Regions from separate parts of the Sus scrofa genome. Here region 2 is linked to region 1. The links are chromatin contacts, called in public Hi-C maps. All regions are on one chromosome and are shown on one strand. Each heading gives the region's core, a stretch centred on a gene start, on an enhancer-like site or on the middle of the called end of the contact. The rest is flanking DNA. Distances are from core to core; before and after follow the strand shown. Region 1 has its middle 91 kb from the start of KIAA1456. Region 2 overlaps DLC1 (rho GTPase-activating protein 7).

Evidence for each region. Hi-C and Micro-C count contacts between places; a contact is called where the count stands out from the background.
Region 2: a contact with region 1 is called in a Hi-C map of liver, with 4 times the contacts expected there. The contact joins two enhancer-like sites. A contact is called at or near these places in 3 of 47 Hi-C or Micro-C datasets (embryonic fibroblasts, liver and omental adipose tissue).

The regions. Positions count from the first base shown.
Region 1 is chr17:1,149,924-1,153,241 of Sscrofa11.1, reverse strand. No RefSeq gene overlaps it. Among named protein-coding and RNA genes, the nearest start is that of KIAA1456, 91 kb to the right of the region's middle. Within about 2 kb of position 1,476, at least 41 of the 83 cell types and tissues checked have an H3K27ac peak or open chromatin away from gene starts, as enhancers often do. A contact at or near this core is called in liver, where this site is marked.
Region 2 is chr17:1,421,499-1,424,816 of Sscrofa11.1, reverse strand. All of the region lies in intron 4 of DLC1 (rho GTPase-activating protein 7), which reads left to right. Among named protein-coding and RNA genes, the nearest start is that of C17H8orf48, 190 kb to the left of the region's middle. Within about 2 kb of position 1,801, at least 10 of the 83 cell types and tissues checked have an H3K27ac peak or open chromatin away from gene starts, as enhancers often do. A contact at or near this core is called in liver, where this site is marked.

The sequences.
Region 1 (3,318 bases), core at 227-2,726:
CTATAAGAAAATGTAAAAACCAGTTTTAACTTGCTGGCTGTACAAAAACCGGTGACAGGCTGGATTTGGCCCCTGGACCACAGTCTGCCAACTCCTGCTGTATAGCCCTATTTTCCACCAATCTCACTGCTTTGGAGCCAGATCGTGGTAGATTAGAGATGTACAATCTCGTTCCCCTGGAAGTCTCTGCCGTCCCAGGACCGTCACTCTGACGGAGCCTGAGTGACGCTTGGGTTTCTGGAGGACAAAGGGACGGTTCTGAAGCTAGAGTTTAGATAGCTTGGTATGAAAATTGGTTTTATGACTTCCTGGCCATTTTACCTGAGGCAACTTTTCTGGGCCTTACATATGTGGCACAGAGAATCACGGCAATCTATCTCCTAGGCCTGTTGTACAGGTTAAACTGCATGGAAGGGGCTCTGCAGATGCAATTCCTTTATTGCCCTCACCACGCCCACCCAGATCAGTTAGGCAGCTTGACCTCTACCCTTGGAGTTCCTTGAACATCCTTCACCCAGCCCTCACAGACAGAGAAGGTGGATGCTGGCAAATCTCATTCCTTTTGGTAGACCCTGAACCATATTCAGCGGTCAGGGAGACCACACCACACAAGCAGTAAATGAGCAGGAAGATACTTCCCTAAAAACTGTAGCCTCATTTCCATCACCTCACAACATACAGTTTAGAACACAGGGAGGTGACCCCCACATTGCTCCAACTTTGCTTAGGCCCAAGTGCTGGTGAGAAACTTATCAAACAGTGTCTACAAAAGAGGGAAGAAAACAGAAAACTGTTTATTTTCCTGACTTAAAAGATAATATCGCTTTGCCCTTCCCTTTTGTTTAAGGTTAGATTGGGAGCATTCTTTGAAAGTGGCTCCAGAAAGAGTTCCTCAGATGTACATGTATTTAACAATTTATGTTTTTCACTCAAAATACATCACTTTCACTAATAACGATACAAGGATGATTACTATTCTAAGAAACGACATTTAATTTCCTCATCTGTAAAACTGAAGGAACGATTCGGATCCCAGCCTGCCGTTTACAGTGTTCTGCAAACTACAGGAAGGTTGTCACGGTTGTTACAGCTAGGTAAACGCCGATTTAAAACTGCCATTTTCCCTGGATTTTATAAGCAATGGGTAACAAATTAAATCAGCACCTTTATCTCACGGAATTCATGCCACTTTATAGCTACCGTCTCATTAATGCTTTGCAGAGTGTTAAACTATCATTCATGAAACCACAGCCTCAGACCTTAGAGCAGCGGGAAGGGCCCTCGGGGAACCTCCCCAAGTTGCAAGTCTCAGAACGGACACCGAGACTCAGAGGGTTGATGACCTTGCGAATCTCGGATCCTGGAAGGAGAGGGAAGCGCGAGCATCTGGATGCGCATCCTCCGCAGAGCACGCTCCTTCCGCTCTGCGCGTGGAGATGTGCAGGTGGGGCTGGGGAGGGAGGAGCGGGGAGAGGGCGGCGCCAGCCTGCGGGACGCGCGTCCGGCGTAGCGGGGCACGGCGAGCGCGCAGTCACGTAGCACAAGTCCGCCCCTCGGCCCCCGCCTGGGCTGGAGCGGACTCTTCAAGGTCAGCGCTTTGAAATGTGGGTGTGGTACAGCAATGAAAGGTCCTGATTTCCTTCCCTTAGCTGCCTTTGGAGAATTTGACAGAAAATGGGAATCCCGCTCATCTTTGTATCTGTTAGACTTTTCGAAAGCAAAAAAAAAAAAGTGTCACAGAATGAGCAGGTGGCGTAGAGAGCACGAGTGTCTCTGGCTTTACAGATAAGGAACCGGGTTTGGCCCAAATGGAACTGGCTCAGCCCGCAACTCCACCCTCCTTGCCTCCCTTCCCTTCCCCCCCTCCTCCTCACACACTAATGCCCTTGCACTATTTTAATCTGCTAGCTGAGGACTTCAAACAATGCATTAAAAAGGGCAGAGTCGGGAGAGCTAACCCCACCTTTGCCACCAAGTGAGGGTGTGTCTTTAGTGAGTTGCCTTTTTTCTTGGGAAGCAGGGATTGCAACCAGGGCTAATCCTAGGCGTGCGCCTGAGGAAGCTGGATTTGTCACCTGGGTGGAAGGGCGCTCTGCCCCACGAGCCCTACCCAAAGCCCAGCCTTTTTTCCTATGTCCTTTTGCTGCCAAAGCTGATCCAGAAAACCTGCATGTTCTTACAGGGGACTCCCAGGTCTTGCCTGCCCTCCTGTGTGGTTAAAGGAAATGGTTAATTCTACTTGGACTTGGTGATTCCTTAGGTCCACAGCTCCCGTCACCAACAGAGATGGGCTTCAAAATTCTGGGGGCAGAAGGCAGCCTTTAATAGAAGGACTAATCAGAAGAACGATGTGTCAAACAACAGAAGCTAGAACACACTTTGCCATCCAGCCTCCCAGCCATCATCGACTGGCAGGTTGTGAAGTCCATGGGCTCTTCAGGGGACAGTTTGAAAATCTCTGGCTTTAGGTTAAAGATAAGGCTCTTCACTGTACCCTCCTCAAAACCTTTCACAGCGTGGCTTCAGCCACTCCCCACCCCATAGTCCAGGCACATCAGAATATGATGCCGCTTTCAATTGTGCACGGCCACTGCTCCCGTGTTCTTCTCAAATGTCACCTCCTTTGTCAGTCCTTCCTCAGAGCCTTAGTGCTTTGTGCATGCCTCAAAGATAGCAGCTGTCACACTGCGGTTGGAAGTTGTGAGTCGTGAAAACAGTATCTGTGCCTGACCTGATATTTAAAGAGCCTTTGGGTTCTAAGTTATGGGGATAGAGTTTCAAACTCCTGGAGCTGGGAGGAGGAGAGATGCAATAAGCAGGATCAAGTAAAAGATGTGGCCTGTAGAGTGATCAGTAGGGGGAGCAAGAGAGCAGAGAATGGGTAAGAGAATGTGTGTCAGTGGGAACCTGGAGGTTCCAGCCACAGGAGGCTGAGGGAAAGCCGCTTGGAAGATGAGTCAGAAAACTAGAGCAGAGTGGGTCTTGGTGGGGAAACTCTTTTGAGCACTGAGGGACAAAAAGCAAAGACACTTGAGGTGGTAGCAGGGAAAAGGCCAACGTGGCCAGTGGGAAGGGAAGAAAAGAGAAAAGTGGGAAGAGACAGAGGGGTGATGTAGAGGTGACAGTGTGTACATGGGCCACTGAAGGACGGTGGGTGTTACCGGAGTCAGAGGGTCAGACCCAATGTTTTGAAGGCTCCACTTATCCAACAGAGGGGGCTGCACAGGGACCCATCCAGTGCCCACTTCTCAGGCCTTGTCTGATTTCTTTGTTGCTTTTGACACCATTAACCACCCCCTCTTGTTCAAAACTCTAACT
Region 2 (3,318 bases), core at 552-3,051, 270 kb before region 1:
TCAATCAGCCAGAGATGCCCTGATCTTGAAGGAGAAGGGGTCAGGGCTCTCTGGCAAGAAATATGGGGAGTTAGGAAGGGAAGAAAGAAAGGGACAGCATGTGAATTTGGCTTTGGTGTCATGGAAAATGTACTTCCTGAGGACATAGATGATGTGGTGTTTAAGGGCCCTTTATCACTGTGGGACATTCATCGCTTACTGCTGATGTGGAGATCAGTACTTTATCTGTTTGAAAACTCTCTATCATTGCTCCCAACAAAACAGCTCTGAGTCTCTCTTCCTCTCTGAGTTACTGGGAAAAAAATTCAGCCATTTGAAACACCATGTTCACTTGAGGCCAGGATCAAAGATTTGGTCTTTGACTGGACTTATCAGCTTTACTCAACAGAAAACCATCCTAAAGCCACAGATACAATTCAAACCCCACAAAATGATTGCTAATTGGGCCGAGAGGACAACATATGTTTATTTCTATAAAATCACTCTCCCAATTGAAAACCTTCCCAAGCTCTTGTCCTAATAATATCATATCATCCTCCTTTGCAAATGCAACTCAAAAAATCTCTCAAAACTCAATTCTGTCCTGTCTTCTTTGCACTGGTGTTGGCAGGTAGGCCAAGCACCAAATTCATCCTCAAATAGTTGAATTCAGATGAAGGAATACACAGAAGATAAAAATAAACCATAGAATGTTTCACTTCCACAAAGGATGTTAATTAGATTGTGGAGATTCTGATTTTAGGATTTCAAAGGGTACAGGAAAGTCCATGTGCTCCATGTGCTGAACTGTATAAAGAAAACAATCTCTTCTCAAAAATAAACAGGCACTGTTTTGGGTTTTTTGCACTATAATAAACAACATTGTACAAAGAAATAATTCATGGGACACTCTTTGGTAGGTAGAAGTTGCTTTTCCCATTCCTTCCATCCTGTATCATGCCCCTAATGAGGACTGAGCTATGGGGACTAACCTGTAAGCAGCTGCCAAGAACAGGAGATGAATGTATTACAGGATCTTTAAGGACAGCATAAGATCAATGCCAACAATTCTCTGAGTCGTGCGTTTCAGGAGGTCAAGGTCTGGACAGACTGAGTAAGGAACATTCCACATCCTGAATCATAAACACTGTAAGTTGCCCTTTTTCATGTAAAAGCCTGATCAGATGTCACCTTGCCAGAGACAGGACTGAAGATATGTACAGATGCGAAGGGGAAAGAGGCACCACAGGCAGGACCAGTGCTCGGGACTAAAGTTGAAACACAGCATTTTAAAGAGTGAGGGCAAGAGTTCCCATTGTGGCTCAATGAGTTAAGGATCCAACTTGTATCCAAGGGGATGCAGGTCTGATCTCTGGCCTACCTCAGTGGTGGGGGATCCAGTGTTACCATGAGCTGTGGTGCAGGTCACAGATATGGCTCCGATCCGGCATTGCTGTGGCTGTGGCTGTGGCCGGCAGCTGCAGCTCTGATTAGACCCCTGGCCTGGGAATTTCCATATGCCACAGTGCAGCCGTTAAAAAAGCAAAAGAAAAGAAAGAGTGAGGGCTTTTAAGCAGACATTGAGAAAACAAGGCAGAAGCTCAGAATCAAAAGGAAAACACATTGAATTCTATCCCACCACATCCTGGTTTTCAGCAGTATAAAAGTACAGCAACAGAGCCTCAAGGGAAACAGAGAGAGGAAAGGGAAAGAGGCAAAGGTCATGGCTGGGAGAGTGAACAGCAGCAGGAATGGGGGTTGGAGAGAAAGTATTCCCAGTGCCTACAAGAAAGGAAGGAAGGAAGTGATGCAGGGCAGCAAAGAATGCAAGAGAGCCCCAAGGTTTCCACAGAGAGCTGGCTGTGTAGAAAGGGCTGCTTGAATGGAGAAGGACTGAGGCAAAAGCTTCTGAAACGAACAGCAGGCAGATGACCTCTGATCAAATGCAAGTTGGAGACACCAGTCTGGAAGGAAAAAGGCCCATGTATCTGATCTTCTCCATGTCCAAGAATGGGTGAAGAGCTTTGATTCTATCTTGAGAGAGCACTTGAATGAACAGAAATAGAGATAAGATGTAGTCATGGACCGAAATTCACATCCCCTAGAGTTGAGCAGATTTCTAAGATTTTTTTATGCCTTTTCTTCCTGTCCTAGCTCTGAACGTAGGAGGAATAACACTAAAGTCTAAGTCACGGCATCCAGATTCTGTTTCCCAACTTTGCAGTTAATCCTTTGGGGGATTCTGTCAGGACCTCAGTTTATTCATCTTCAATATGAGCGTGCTGGAACCCCATTCATGGTGTTCACACTCATACCTCCCAACAGCCCACAGGGAACTTTGCAGAGCCTACAGCCTTCACGAGGCCAAGGCCACATCTATCTTGATCACTATCACCTGATCACACTTGACATAGTACCAGCAGTTTATAGCAGATGCTCAGTGAATGTGCAGTAAGTGAATTTAAGTAGACAACAATCCACGAAGCAGCTCAAAGCAGAGCTGTCCAGCTCCAGCGGTGCAGCACCTACTTCTTCAGCTGCCCTCTGCACCCAGGGTCATGGTGGACATACCAAACTGTAGGAAACCCCGTGTGCCCACTGCTGGACAGGACCGAGAGGCATCTCCTTACAAATCATGACTCTGTAGTCTCTATGCAGCCCATGTTGAATTGAAATGTAGAAATTAATCTGGTTTGGCCCAAATTCACCTGACCGGAGGATCACTTTTCCCATTTCACCCTCCACTTCAAAGTTTTGGTCTTTAAACCTTCTTGCTGGTACAATTCCTCCTCCCTTCACAGAAGATGAAAGCATTTTTCCAGACAGGCCTGCTGTGAGTGACTTCATGGAAATGAATATCTTGTGTCCCTAATGTGCCTCTCACATGAGGAACTCCTTGTATTTATTTATTTTTAAGAATAGGGCTGGGAGGTTGACGTTTCCATTAGCAGTTGAGTGATTTTTTTTTTTTTTTGAAATATAAAAACCCTCCTCCTCAGTGAGACATGCCTCACATTCCCGTCTCCCCACTTCAGGCAGTTATGTGCTACTAAATATGCAGTGGAAATGACACATGTCTGGAAACCCAGAAGCAACACCGTCTCGAGGCTGCTTGCTCAGTGGTGTACAATGAAAGTGTTGTAGGAGGTTAATTGAGGAAGGCAGACTCCTGGATTCTCAAAAGTGAAATCTGTGGCACCTTTTGCATTTGGATGTGATGTGCTCCAAGGCACCTTGTGTTTGCAGGCTGATTCCACAGGATAAAGGCACAGATTCACTGACCTTCCAGAGAATCCCGGAAATATCAGTGTCTTAAGGGGAGCTGAGACCACTAAGTTC